4 separate regions of the Mus musculus genome follow, and all the other regions are linked to region 3. The links are chromatin contacts, called in public HiChIP or PLAC-seq maps. All regions are on one chromosome and are shown on one strand. The core of a region is the stretch at or near the end of the contact, and the rest is flanking DNA. Distances in the headings are between cores, read along the strand shown.

Region 1 (2,938 bases), core at 351-2,850, 980 kb before region 3:
GAACACCAGCTTAAGAGACCCCAGGGTTGGTTTTTAGGCTATGCCTACCTCTTTATAACTGGGGGTGGGAAAGACTTTCATTCTCTGGTCCCTAAACCCTCAACAGCTGGTCAGGAAGATGACAGTATACAATTCCCTGCCCCTGCCCTCCCGGCTAGAACTCATTAAAGAGAAGGCTAAGTAAGTTCTTTTTAGGTTAAGGACTAAGACACCCCCACCCCCACCCCCGCAGACTGTCTCCCCAAGGAGGGCTGTTTCCGCAGACCACCACTGGTAGTTTTGTCTTGGAAGGTAAGGAGGGAGTCATTTGGACCAGCAGACTGGGTATATGGGTGGCTTGGCGATTTCCGGTTAAGTCACTTACAACACCTTAGTTGTGACCGACTCTCAGGTGTGATCAGCCAGGAAATAAAAGTCTGCGGGACAGGGTGCCCCTTGTTTGCCCTGGAGATGGGGGGGGGGGGCGGGGGGGCCACACCCTCACCAAAGTAGAGAGACCCTTCACGAAAAGCCAGAGTTGGGCGCTCTCTCTCTCTCTCTCTCTCTCTCTCTCTCTCTCTCTCTCTCTCTCTCTCGTTCTATCTCTCTCTTTGCCTTTCTGCCCTTAGGAAGAGAGACAATCCTTTCCTCCGAGAACACGGACACACGGACAGGATGGAAATCCAGGAAACAGCAAAGCAAAGCCCGTCCGCACCTTGGCAAGCCGGCCATGCCCGATTTTGGCAGCGGCCTTCACTCATTAGTCACCACTACAGCCTGGGACCCTCCGCTCCAGGGATACGACCCTGGCACCGAGTAGGCTCAAGGCCTAGTTGGAGGAGAAGATTAGGCACTTCTCAGTCTAACCTGCCCTCACCCGCAGGGCCATCTGGGGTTCCAGCTTTGCCCCGGAACTTGCAGGGAGGGACCCGGGCGCGTCGGGCCGGCATAGGTAACAAAGCTCCGCGCCAGGCGCGCCCCATGTCAGCTCGGACGGGATCGGGAGCCAGGCCTATCCCCCTCATCTGGGCTCCAAGGCCCGGGGCATTCCTGGGTGTCCGCGTCCGCACCTTTTCACGGGATGGGAGGGCACTGCTTCTCCAAAAGGGAGATCTTAGCAGAGCTTGGGAGCCAGCGACTCCGGGCAACGCTCGAGCAAACTCTCGGATCGGGCGGAGAGAACTCACAGCAAACGCGTCCCCGCGCCCCAGTGCACCGTGTCGCCACCGCGTAGGGGGCGTCGCCAACCCAGGATCCTCGAGCCCCTAGCGAGCCTCTCCACCTCCCCAACTGCCCAGCCCACCTCTCCAGGGCCCTTCCAGCCCCCGGGACTCCCGCGCTTCTCAAAGCACAGCTCGGATCCTCCCGGTTCTCGGGGGACTCACCGGCCAGCAGCGGCAGAAGCAGGGCTCTGAGCAGAGTCAGCGGGCGGGCTCCCATCCTGGCGGGCTGCAGACGAGCAGCGAGGTTCAAGGCACACGGCGAGCGGGCGCGCGGACCGGAGCGCGGGGGCCGCCGCAGCAGCTACAGCCCGAGCCCGAGGCGTCCGGAGCTGGAGCCGCGCGCGCCCCGTACATCCAAGCCCTCGAGCGCGCCGCCGCCGCAGCCAAGCCACGCCCCCGACGCCCCCTCCTCTCCGCCTGCACGGCGCCCCGCCCCCTGACGCCCCCTTCCCCGCCGTCGAGGGGAGGAGCTGGCAATAGAAAGAAGGATCTGGGGAATGATGGGGGGGGGGGGGAGCAGCAGTGGCCGTCTTAGGGGAGTGCCGGAGACCTGGGTGTTGTTCCCACCGCCTAATCTATCCACTGGGACGCAAGAGAACCAAAGTGACTCTCAGAACTCCGTTAGGCCCTCTGAACCTACCTGGAGATCTGGAGCAATAGTTTGCCCAGAATTCTCCAAGTTGCTGGAGTTAAGCAACCCAAAGTGCTGCATGAGACAGACCAGCAGGGTGTCTCAGAAGAAGGCAAGGAGGACATAGCCAGGATGTCTCAGAAGACAAGGAGGGCACAGCTGTGGTGCCCGGTGGAACAGATGTAGCCAGGGAGGGGGAGGGGCGTGCGTGACACTGGACAAATCTGAACCCAAGGTAGAAACCCTGGGCTCCAACCCCCAGCGAGAGCTATTAAACAGACATACATCCCAAGTCCATCTCCAAGCAGTCTGGGCTGTGTCAGGGCATGGCCAAATCTCCAGCTGTGGGGAGGCCCAACGCAGCCCTTGTTCCAGGCACCCTCCACCCCCAGCGCCACCACCCCCACATTCTTTCTTTGTTGTGAAAGCAGCAAGGGGTGTGGGAGGCGGGTCAGAAGAAGTCAAGCTTTAGAAGATGGGCCCCAGCTGCTGACAGGCCTCCAGGATATGCAAGAGAGGATGGATAGCGCCTTGTCCCCCTTCTGGCTCTGGAGGGCCCCCCAGGCCTGCTTAGACCTCCCTTCCCCCAAGCAGCTGGGAGGGGGGAAGGAAGCCACAGAGGGCCTCACAGGCAGGAGAAGTGGCGCCAGGACTCCAGGGTCCTGCCACATGGCCACCACATGTCCCTGACAACCCCGTCCACAGCACCTTCTTCTTGTGTGCCTCATTCCCCATCCCCCAGAAGTCTTCCTCCAGGCCCTGCTAAAGAGGGTACAAACACGGAGGGAACCATTGAGCCAAGAATTCAACAGTCCTGCACACTACCACTGCCCTCATCCTTCTAGGAAGGGTCCTGAACAACGTCTTCAATGAAGACTCCGAACACAAAATGTTACCTGGTTCATTTATTAAAGAAACAGTGAAATATGTGGACCTGTAGTGAGGCAGCAGAGGGTAAAAGAGACCAGGGCAAGGCAGCCCAGTTGGCCAGCCCCAAACTGACAGAAGAGCCAGCATCAGGCGCATCCCTGAGGTGCAGACCCACTTTCTCCCACCTTGGGAGCCTCAGTCAGCTACTCTAGAGGACTCCAAAGTAGAGATCATG
Region 2 (3,240 bases), core at 94-2,593, 650 kb after region 3:
ACACATGCTTTTTCTTAACTGCTTCAGTCTCTTGTGTGACGACGTTAGAAAAAATAAAATTTGATTCCAATACTTCGGTTCAGTAATTCAGGGAAGATAAGATTGAGTTTATAACTAAAGCTTTGGCTGGGGATGTAGCTTGGTGGAATGGCGAGCTGTTTTCTTACTAGCATGTACAAGGCTCTAGGTTTGATTTCCAGCTCTGCAAACCAACTCAAACAAATGACGTTTATATCCCACACTTCTGGTTCCCTCATAAGTACAAGGCAGGGCCATTAGATTTTTTTATTCTTTGCTTTGCCATCCATCAACTGCTACATAGGAGGTCCCTAGAGTCCCTGGGAGTGGAGCAGATGCATGAAGACCAATAAGAATTTAGGTGTTCTGATAGCCAGTGGTATCCCAGCTGCTACTGTGGGCTCGCCAGTGAAAGACTGAGGTTCCCTTGATGTGGTGTGCATATACCTTCCCTAACTGGTTGCTACTGATTGTTGACTCCACTTTCAGTCTCTCAGATCTTGACAGTTTGTGGGACCGTGAAAGGCAGCCTGTTTTCTGGTCGAGCTAGGTTTAAACCCTGGAGACCCAGCCTGGGTCACCCTTTCTTCCACACAGTTTTGCAGGTGAGATGTTAATGAGAGATAATTTTTCTCATAGGTTTCACTCTCCCACTCACATGTCCTTTAACATGGTCATGAATTCCCTTGCTTCCTTTCTCACCCTTAAGAGGTCCCTCCCTCTTGACTTCCCTTCTGACAATTCTTTCTCATTGTTCTCTACCTCCCAGTAGCCCCACTTCCCCCTTTCCAAGGGACCATCCTTACACTCTGGCATTGGAGTCTGGTGGCTTACAAACCTTCCAGGATGACAACATACTGGAGGTGAGGGCCCTGACTTATCTTAGTGATGGGGATTCCCAGGACTCTGGGCACACCTCTAGGGACCTTTGACCTTTCTCAGGGAAAAAGAAAAGAGGAACAGGCCTCTTACTTCTCATATTGTTTTCTACAATGTTCTTTTTTTTTTTTTTTGTAGCAATAATGGAGGAGTGTGATTGGTGGGTGGTGTGGAATGGCTGAGATGGGACACGGATGAGCAGGGGTGAAGAGTGAGGGCCAGAGATGGACCCTGCAGTTAGGAGTCCCCAGTCCAGGCCTGTCCACTGTTCCTCTCATGTGTCCACAGAACCTATCTACCTAGGTCAACCACGAGATGGACCCTGCAGTTAGGAGTCCCCAGTCCAGGCCTGGCCACTGTTCCTCTTATGGGTCCATAAGCCCGCCTTCCCAGACTGGCTACTTCCCCAATCAAAGCTCTGATCTTCCTTGGTTCTTACATCTCACAGATGATGAGACTTAGGGGAAGACTTGCCTAGTTCAGAGGTCTCCTCCTTTTCTCCTCTCCTCTACTGACAGAATCTGGACTGGTATGGCCTGGAGGTACTCACAACTGCTCCTGGTCCCTGTGCAGCTGGTGTTCCTGGCCTCAGGTGAGATGATTCCCTGTACAAGGGTTTGAGAGGTGGGATAGATAAAAGGACAAGGAACCAGGCTGACCCTGTGACCAGGGCTGGCTTTGGGGCCATGTTGTGCGTCTGAGTGTTGGAAGTCATTGCCTCTTGGCTTCCCTAGCCCCAGAAACGAATGCATACAGCTAGAGCTCTGACCTCTGACCTGACAGTTTGTTGTCCAGGTGTCTGGGGGTCCACAGTATCTGAAGAGCTTCATAGAATGGTAGGACAGAGCCTCTCCGTGCAGTGCCAATACAAGCCTAAGGAGGAGTCCTATGTGCTGAAAACGTGGTGTCGGCAAACAGCCCCAAGTAAATGTACGAGAGTGGTCACTACCTCTGAGCCTCGGAAAGCAGCCAGGGAATTACAGCACACAATCTGGGATGATCCTGAAGCTGGCTTCTTCAACATCACCATGACTCAACTAACAGAGGATGACTCAGCGTTCTACTGGTGTGGTCCATATTATCCTTCCCTCAGAGAAGTAACTGTTCTCAGAAACATCAGCCTGGTGGTGTCGCCAGGTAAGGCCTTTCTTGGGGATACAACCCTCTTCTACAGACCAAGCACAATACATATCCCTGATCCCTTCTCTTTGTGACCCCCTAATTTTGACACCTGATCTGACTGAGGAGAGACAGTTTCCCATCTCGGTCATGCTTGGCTCCTCATTGAGAAAGAATGTTTAGGTTTCATGGGGTAGGCACTTGGAGTCTCTCTCTGACTCTTAGTTAGTTTACACTAGCATTGTGTAACTTTAATCCTAACATTTGGGAGGCAGAGACAGGTGGATCTGAGTTTGAGGCCAGCCTAGTCTAAATAGTGAGGTCCAGGCCAGCCAGAGCTACATAGTGGGACTCTGTCTCAAAAAAAAAGTTGAAATGTTTTTATTTTAAATTATGTGCACTCATGGGCACATGCCACATGTGTGCCAGTGCCCATGGAAACCAGCGACTAGGAGCCTCTTGCAGCTAGAGTCATAAGTTGCTGTGAACCACTCAATGTGGATGCTTGGAACCAAACTCAGATTCTCTGCAAGAATCTGTGTTCTCAATGGCTGAGCTATCTCTTCAGCCCTCCTACTTGCTTTCTTACTTAGGCAGACCTGAGTTACAAATTTCTACTGGCACAAGGGCCCCTGAGGTCTTCCTTACCAGGGGCCAACCCTGGCATGGTCCTCTTTTTTTGTTCTCGCTTCTCCTTGAGTCAGCAGAGGGGGAAAAGGATTGGCATAGGGTAAGACTTTTGTCTTGCGAGATACTTAGAGTTGTTGTATAATAATAAAAAGTTGACTTGTCTAAGTCTAAGTTACTTTGCTACTGTAGCTGACCTGACTTTTGTGTCCTCAGAGGCTAGAAACTGCAGTCTCGGGCATTTAGCACCTCATCCTAAAACAGCAGGAGATTAAGTAAAGGGTTAATTGCAAGAGATGTTTTCCCTTTTTCTAGATGCCCCTCATTTGTCAGGCTAGGGGAAGTTTGGAGCAATAAACTTACTTCTATTGAACCAGGAGAAGAAAATCATGTTCATGGAAGGAAAAAACTTTTACATAAGCAAATATGCATAAACTCACATAAATACAAACACAGATTCCCACATGCACATTTATACATTTCCATTCAAACCATTTGGGTCCAAGTTTCATACATTCTCACAGTTACACACACACACACACACACACACACACACACACACCCATGCTTACATATGCATTTGGAGCAAAAGAGCAA
Region 3 (3,161 bases), core at 33-2,532:
AAATATCATCACTTTTTTCCTCTCTCTTGAGAGACAGGGCTCGTTAATCTGAAATTTACTATATAGCCAAGAAGGTCTTCTGCCTTGCTTCTCGAGTGCTGGGATTACAGGTGAGCCTCGCCACTCCTGCTTGGAATATGTAACTCTATTTAATGGGTGCCTTGAGCTAGACTTCCGGTGTTATCAGGAGGAACGAATATCTTATTTCTGTATCAAAACTGCCTAAAAACTTAACACAGCTCAAAACATTATGCAGGCAGTCCACAAATACTTCAAACGCCCAGAGGATAAATAAATAAATGCTAGACCACCAGGTGGTGGTGGTACCCGCCTTTACTTGGGAGGCAGAGGCAGGCAGCTTTATGAGTTCGAGGCCAGCCTGGTCTACAAAGTGAGTTCCAGGACAGCCAGGGCTATACAGAGAAACCCTGTCTCGAAAAAAACCTAAAATAAAATAATGCTAGAACTGGTGTGAGAGATCACTTTTCGTTGGCTTAACTCTGAATTCTGGAATTCAGGAGTGGAAGTGGAGGAACACGCCGGTAAAGTATTCTGATGGGGTGTCAGACCGGCCCAACTCACGACTCCACCCCTTGTCACTCACCCAGCCGCGTGGCGCGCTCTCGCGGTGGTGCTGACCGATCACCAGCCCCATGGTCAGTTTCGAGCTCCTCCTGCTGTTGTCTGGCTTGCTGCAAAATCCGTCTGCTTAGCCGGGGTCCCACATACTCTTCCTCCTCTTCGACCTCACGCCCCCGCCGTTTTTCTCGGGTCCCCGCGCGCACTGCGTTCCCAGCCAGGATCTGCTCGGCCAGAGGTGCATGCTTCTCCCGATTGCTGGCCCCACGTGTCACCTTGAATTTGGGCATTTTGGCCGAAAAAATTGCCCACCAGGTTCACACGTGTGAAGCCGGCTAAAAAGCCGATACTGCGCTTGCGCTGTGTGTTCCGATCGCCAAGAGGCCACTGAGAGATCACAGTGCCCCCCAGCGTTAGGAGGCCGGAAGTTCCTCATCTATTACTCTCAGGAAGAGCTTCGGGACCTATAGCAGGAGCCCCCAAATTCTCAGGTAATCTCATTAGAAAGGTGGATGTCCAAGTCACCCTTTTCCAGAATTCATGAAAGTAGCCTAGGGCGTCCTGTCAACCCGTTGGACGCCTTGGGGGCGGAGCCGAGTCGATGACGTTCTAGAAATGTCACCACTGGGTACCAGAGATGGCGCTCCCTGTGGGCGTGTCGCCGCGGCGCTCAGTATTTGCGCATTTCCGGCGGTCGATCAACGACTGCTTCCTGTGTTTAGGGGGCCGCCGTTCGCGTGAAGGTCTGGAGTCTCTGAGTTCGAGGGTTTGGAGGCGCCACCTTTTGATCCTTCGCTATGGGAGTGACGTGGTAGGACTTGAAGGGCTTCTGTGGTGACGGAGCATATAGGGTCGTGAAGGTGTCTGTGGGCCTGTGATGGCCCGGGGAAAGGGATTTTGACCGAGGTTCTCGGTTCCTCGGGGGGCTGACCAAGATGTCTTCCGGTTGTGTGGATGGGGGACACTGCGTGGGACTTCTCTCTTCCCAGACACACCCCTTTGGCAAAGGGAGCAGCGCATCCCTAGGACCCGCCAGGAGTTGTACCTTTTTCTTGGTACCTCTTCCTGTCCTTGAGGCCTTGTAGTGTCGCTACTAGCACCCAAAGGTTAGAAATAGGGTTTCTAGATTAGGAGTTGTTCGCAGAAAGGGATAAGAGTGGCGCGAGGAGAAAGTGACTTTTCTATTTTGCTTGCAGTTACAGACTTTGAATTGGCCATTTTAAGGTGTTGGGGCTAGTGACAGAGGTAGGAGGAAAGGAGCGGTTGGGAGTTTGGAGTTCGGAGTACCAGGCAGAGACAATTTTTCGAGCTGGGTGTCTCACTGTGTAGGCTTGGGAGGCCCGGAACTCACTCTGTAGAACAGGCTGGACTCGAATTCACAGAGATCCACCTGCCTCTCTCTGCCTCTCAAGCGCACGGATGAAACGGACGCGAGCCACCATCGCCTGGGCTTCAGACAGTTTTGATTGACTTTTATCTTAAACATGTTTGAAGTCTCACTTGATAAAAAGGCAGTTGGTAAGGTTTGGGCACCGTGCTTTTCTGGGTATTAATTTTAAAGTACTCGGCCTCAGCACTTAAAAGTCTTGGTAGTGGTGTGCTTCTTTCCAGTTAAAGAAGCTTGGAGGCCAGGGGCCACAGGTCTGCCCTGTGAAAGGAAGGCTCTTGCCACAGTTGACACTAGGAGCCTCATCTCATACTTCTACCCTACTGTAAAGAATGCCTGTGAGCAATGAAGACAGATCACAGCAGAGTCATTTAGAGTTCAGTTTCCCTGTTTGCAGTAAGTTGATACAGGACAGGGCCTTTCCTGGGGCCTTTGGAAGAGTCAGGCAATCCATCTGAGGGCTGATGCCTTTGATTCCAACATTTGGGAGGCAGAGTCAGGCAAGTTTCTGTGAATTCCAGGCCAGCCTGGTCTACCAAGTGAGTTCCAGGAACTCTTGGGGACTGATGGGTGGGGATCAGAGATGTCTAAGTAACTCCTAGCCCTGCTGATCCGTTACCTGTTGGGGAATTGAGTGGCTTAGCCAGAAGCTCTGTGTCTCTGGACCCTGCTGACTTGGCGTTGTGTTTCTCAGTGTGTCCCAGATGCCTGTGGCTGAGGGCAAGAGTCTCCAGCAGACAGTGGAGCTCCTCACCAAGAAACTGGAGATGCTTGGAGCAGAGAAACAAGGGACATTTTGTGTGGACTGTGAGACTTACCACACAGCTGCCTCTACCCTGGGCAGCCAAGGTCAGTAGATGGCTGAGAGCAGATGGGAGGAGCATGGCTTAGAGTATTTACGTTAATGGATCTGCTTGCTTTTCTGTCAAGGGTAGCGGTCCTGACTGAGGCAGGATGTGTTTGTGGCCTCATTCGTTCTTGGTCCATCTTATATTATGGTGGTCAGTTTGCAGTTTGATCTATTTGTTTAAAGATTTGTTTTTATTTTCAAATGTGTGTGTGTACAAGCACTTGTGCCCCTGTGTGTGGCTATATGCACACAAGTGTGGGTGCTTATGGAGGCTAGAGGTATCAGATCCTCTGGAGCTAGAGTCACAGGTAGTTATGAGCTTTCTGCTGATATGGGTACTGGGAA
Region 4 (2,909 bases), core at 208-2,707, 620 kb before region 3:
TTCTACCAGTGACAAAACAGCAGATGCCACTCCCCAAAAATCTGTTGGATCTTCACTCAATGCAATCAGCACAAAGGTTTCCGCTTCACACTGGAGCGTGCGAGGAGCCCGTGAGCACACATGCGACTGGAATGGTCCATTGCTCCACAGGTCCAGGAACACTGACCCCGGAAGCTAAGCAAACCCCTAAGTCAGAGTTTGCAAGTTTTTGTGGAAGTTGCATCTAAAGTGGAGGCCAGAGAGTGCTGTTATGTTACTGTTTCCTTTATTCCGAGACGAGGCCTCTCTGTACAGCCCTGGCACTCACTATGTAGACCAGGCTGGCTTTGAACCCACAGAGATCTGACCACTTCTGCCTCCCAAGTGTTGGGATGAAAGGTTTTCATTATTTGGCTCCTTGGTGTTCTTAGATTCATAACTATCTCTTCTGGATTTCCCCGTCTGGATGGGTTTCTCTCAGTCTCACCTCTAGTGCATAAAGGCAATTATGTTTAGTATCCATAATAATCAAGACAGCTCTGACAGTTTGCGGATTTGCTTGTCTATAGTTAAATAAATAAAAAATTTCCCAAAGAATGGGGCAGCAAATGTTCCTATGAGACACAGATGCCTCATGTTCTAAGGCAGAGGGAATATTTGAGGCTGCAAACCCAGAATGGCTGGGTTTTCTATACCTAACCTGAAGAACACTCTCCAGAGTAGCTAGTTGACAAGTAAATGCGACTGAACGAGAATTGGAAACATACAACTAACAGCACTACTAAAGAAACAGTGGGGGCTGGAGAGATGGCTCAGCGGATAAGAGCACTGACTGCTCTTCCAAAGGTCCTGAGTTCAAATCCCAGCAACCACATGGTGGCTCACAACCACCCGTAATGAGATCCGATGCCCTCTTCTGTGTCTGAAGACAGCTACAGTGTACGTATTTATAATAAATAAATCTTTGGGCTGGAGCAGATGGGGCCGACTGGAGAGAACAGAGGTCCTAAATTCAATTCCCAACAATCAGATGAAGGCTCACAACTATCTGCACAGCTAAAGTGTGTAGTCACATACATAAAATAAAAAAGGAACAGAGTGAGCAGCAAAATGTCACCTTTGTACTGTCCCAGCACTCTCAGCAGTAGCCCTGGGAGCCGACAATGTTTGTTGTTCTGCCTGAGGCACTAGATACATGTTTCACATCTGCAGCTGGGAAACAGGACTCACAGGGCAGCCCAGTTTGGGATAACAGGGGATGTGAGCTCAAGACAAGTCCATCTTGCTAAGTTACCAACATCTCTTTCCACAGCCCAAGTGTGCTATGTGGCAAAGTACCTTTGCGTGTACTTTGTGGTAAAAGAGGGCAGTACCACAAGACAACTTGCTTTCCCACGAAGGGTCAAACTGCATGGAGGCTGGCTGCTGATGCAACCTCAGAGCTATGTTACAGCAGGCCATCCTGTGGCTGCTGCAACATTAACCCACAGCACCGCCCACAGGGGCTGGACACAGCGTGGCCAGCTGTGCTGATGGCCAGCCTTGCAAACTAGTTGTTCCCATCATGCACCTGACACACGTGAAAACCCCATGTAAGGACAGAAAGAGTGAAGCGTACAGGGGCAAACGGCACCTGTCTTAGAATGGGTCACCTGAACTCCTTCCTCTCCTCCACCTAGTGTGTCCATAAGACAGGGGTCCCGTACTCCAGCAGCACAGTTCTCTGGAGGCCAGCATGCCCCCCTTCTCTCTGCAGTAAAATTCATCAACATCTCCTACTTTGGGATTCTTACCCCACAATTCTTTCTCTAGGGCTGACAACCTAGGAAACCGTATCGAGGTCTTATTTTGCTTTCTCCATCTCAGAAACTCCCCAGCCTTTACTAGGGATGACAGTTCCAAACAACAGGCCACACTTCTAAGTTTCAGTGGTCACAAGAAATAATCCATTAAAATAAAAGAAGAATACTCAAAAACACTTTTTTATTTATAGATATGTGTGTGTGTGTGTGTGTGTGTGTGTGTGTGAGCAAGCCTCTGTACCACAGTGCACATGCAGAGGTCAGAGATGACCTGCAGCTGTCAGTCCTCTCTTTCCATCACGTGGTCTTGAGGATCTGACTTGGGTTAAGGCTTGATGACAAAGACCCACTCCTGCTGAGCCATCACCAGCATATCACATGTTTTCCAATACTTATTTTTAGTATCTTAAATTATATGTATTTCTGTGTATCTAAATGTGGGTATTTGCACCTCGAGTGCACTAGCCTGCATAGGACAGAGGTGAGTTAGCCTCCCTGGAACTGGGGTTACAAGTGGTTTCAAGCAGACCGACATGGATGCTGGGAAGGAAACTTGAGTCCTCAGCAGACAGTGCTCGGAACTGCTGAGCCGCTCTCCAGCCTCCGTGATTTATTTTTAACAAAAAAAGTGCATGTCTACACATCTGAATTTAGCTGAAAAAAAAACAAAAAAAAAAAAAACAAAAACAAGACATGAGCCCATTTTCCCACATTTTATTAAATATGAGTGAAACAACAACTAACACTGGCATGTGAGAATAAAAGGCAGGCAAGAATGAACAAGGGCTTGGTAGTCAGAGGCCTGGTGTGATATGACACACATGTTCCCCGCCTGTGCCTTCCTAGTGGCTTGAATAACACGGAGGTGCCTCAGGCCTCAGAAAACAAACTCCTTCTGACCTTCTCCTGCCAAACCTGTTTTCCCTTCTAAGCCAGGTTACCAGAACTGGAAGGACACTCATCCCAGCCTTTCTGTCCTGAAGATAGCCATAAAGAAACTTGAGAGTAGCTAAGTGGATCCTAATGGAGATTCCAGAAGCGTTCCTGCCCCACAGCACCTACAGGAAATGCTGCAGAGGCTGAGAAGAGGCCATAGACAGACTTTGCTGGGTTTATCCCTCAGCCTAG

What was found. HiChIP or PLAC-seq counts read pairs in DNA pulled down with a chosen protein or histone mark.
Region 1: a contact with region 3 is called in an H3K4me3 HiChIP or PLAC-seq map of craniofacial prominence, with 4 times the contacts expected there. The contact joins the promoter of Ptk7 here to the promoter of Med20 in region 3. A contact is called at or near these places in 1 of 39 promoter capture datasets (liver), 1 of 484 Hi-C or Micro-C datasets (B cells) and 1 of 115 datasets of contacts at active chromatin or transcription factors (craniofacial prominence).
Region 2: a contact with region 3 is called in an H3K4me3 HiChIP or PLAC-seq map of bone marrow-derived macrophages, with 4 times the contacts expected there. The contact joins the promoter of Treml4 here to the promoter of Med20 in region 3. A contact is called at or near these places in 1 of 39 promoter capture datasets (hippocampal neurons) and 1 of 115 datasets of contacts at active chromatin or transcription factors (bone marrow-derived macrophages).
Region 4: an H3K27ac HiChIP or PLAC-seq map of the NIH/3T3 cell line shows a contact between it and region 3, with 3 times the contacts expected there. The contact joins the enhancer-like site here to the promoter of Med20 in region 3. A contact is called at or near these places in 4 of 39 promoter capture datasets (the 3T3-L1 cell line, cranial neural crest and liver), 1 of 484 Hi-C or Micro-C datasets (CD8 T cells) and 4 of 115 datasets of contacts at active chromatin or transcription factors (the NIH/3T3 cell line, bone marrow-derived macrophages, embryonic stem cells and 1 more).

The regions. Positions count from the first base shown.
Region 1 is chr17:46,627,904-46,630,841 of GRCm38.p6, forward strand. It overlaps Ptk7 (PTK7 protein tyrosine kinase 7), which reads right to left and starts at 1,601. Exons shown (of 20, transcript NM_175168.4): 1 at 1,365-1,601. The coding sequence starts at 1,419. It overlaps Klc4 (kinesin light chain 4), which reads right to left. Exons shown (of 16, transcript NM_001357130.1): 16 at 2,726-2,938.
Region 2 is chr17:48,262,952-48,266,191 of GRCm38.p6, forward strand. Treml4 (triggering receptor expressed on myeloid cells-like 4) reads left to right here and starts at 1,344. Exons shown (of 6, transcript NM_172623.2): 1 at 1,344-1,489; 2 at 1,681-2,034. The coding sequence starts at 1,429. All of the region lies in intron 1 of Gm52308 (a long non-coding RNA gene), which reads right to left.
Region 3 is chr17:47,610,303-47,613,463 of GRCm38.p6, forward strand. It overlaps Med20 (mediator complex subunit 20), which reads left to right and starts at 1,283. Exons shown (of 4, transcript NM_020048.4): 1 at 1,283-1,390; 2 at 2,661-2,815. The coding sequence starts at 1,377. Bysl (bystin-like) reads right to left here and starts at 1,190. Exons shown (of 7, transcript NM_016859.3): 1 at 605-1,190. The coding sequence starts at 869. Gm20517 (predicted gene 20517) reads left to right here and starts at 1,283. Exons shown (of 9, transcript NR_157366.1): 1 at 1,283-1,390; 2 at 2,661-2,815.
Region 4 is chr17:46,993,709-46,996,617 of GRCm38.p6, forward strand. The region is part of intron 2 of Ubr2 (ubiquitin protein ligase E3 component n-recognin 2); the gene reads right to left. Among named protein-coding and RNA genes, the nearest start is that of Ubr2, 15 kb to the right of the region's middle. Within about 2 kb of position 1,458, at least 131 of the 459 cell types and tissues checked have an H3K27ac peak or open chromatin away from gene starts, as enhancers often do. A contact at or near this core is called in CD8 T cells, the NIH/3T3 cell line, bone marrow-derived macrophages and 1 more, where this site is marked.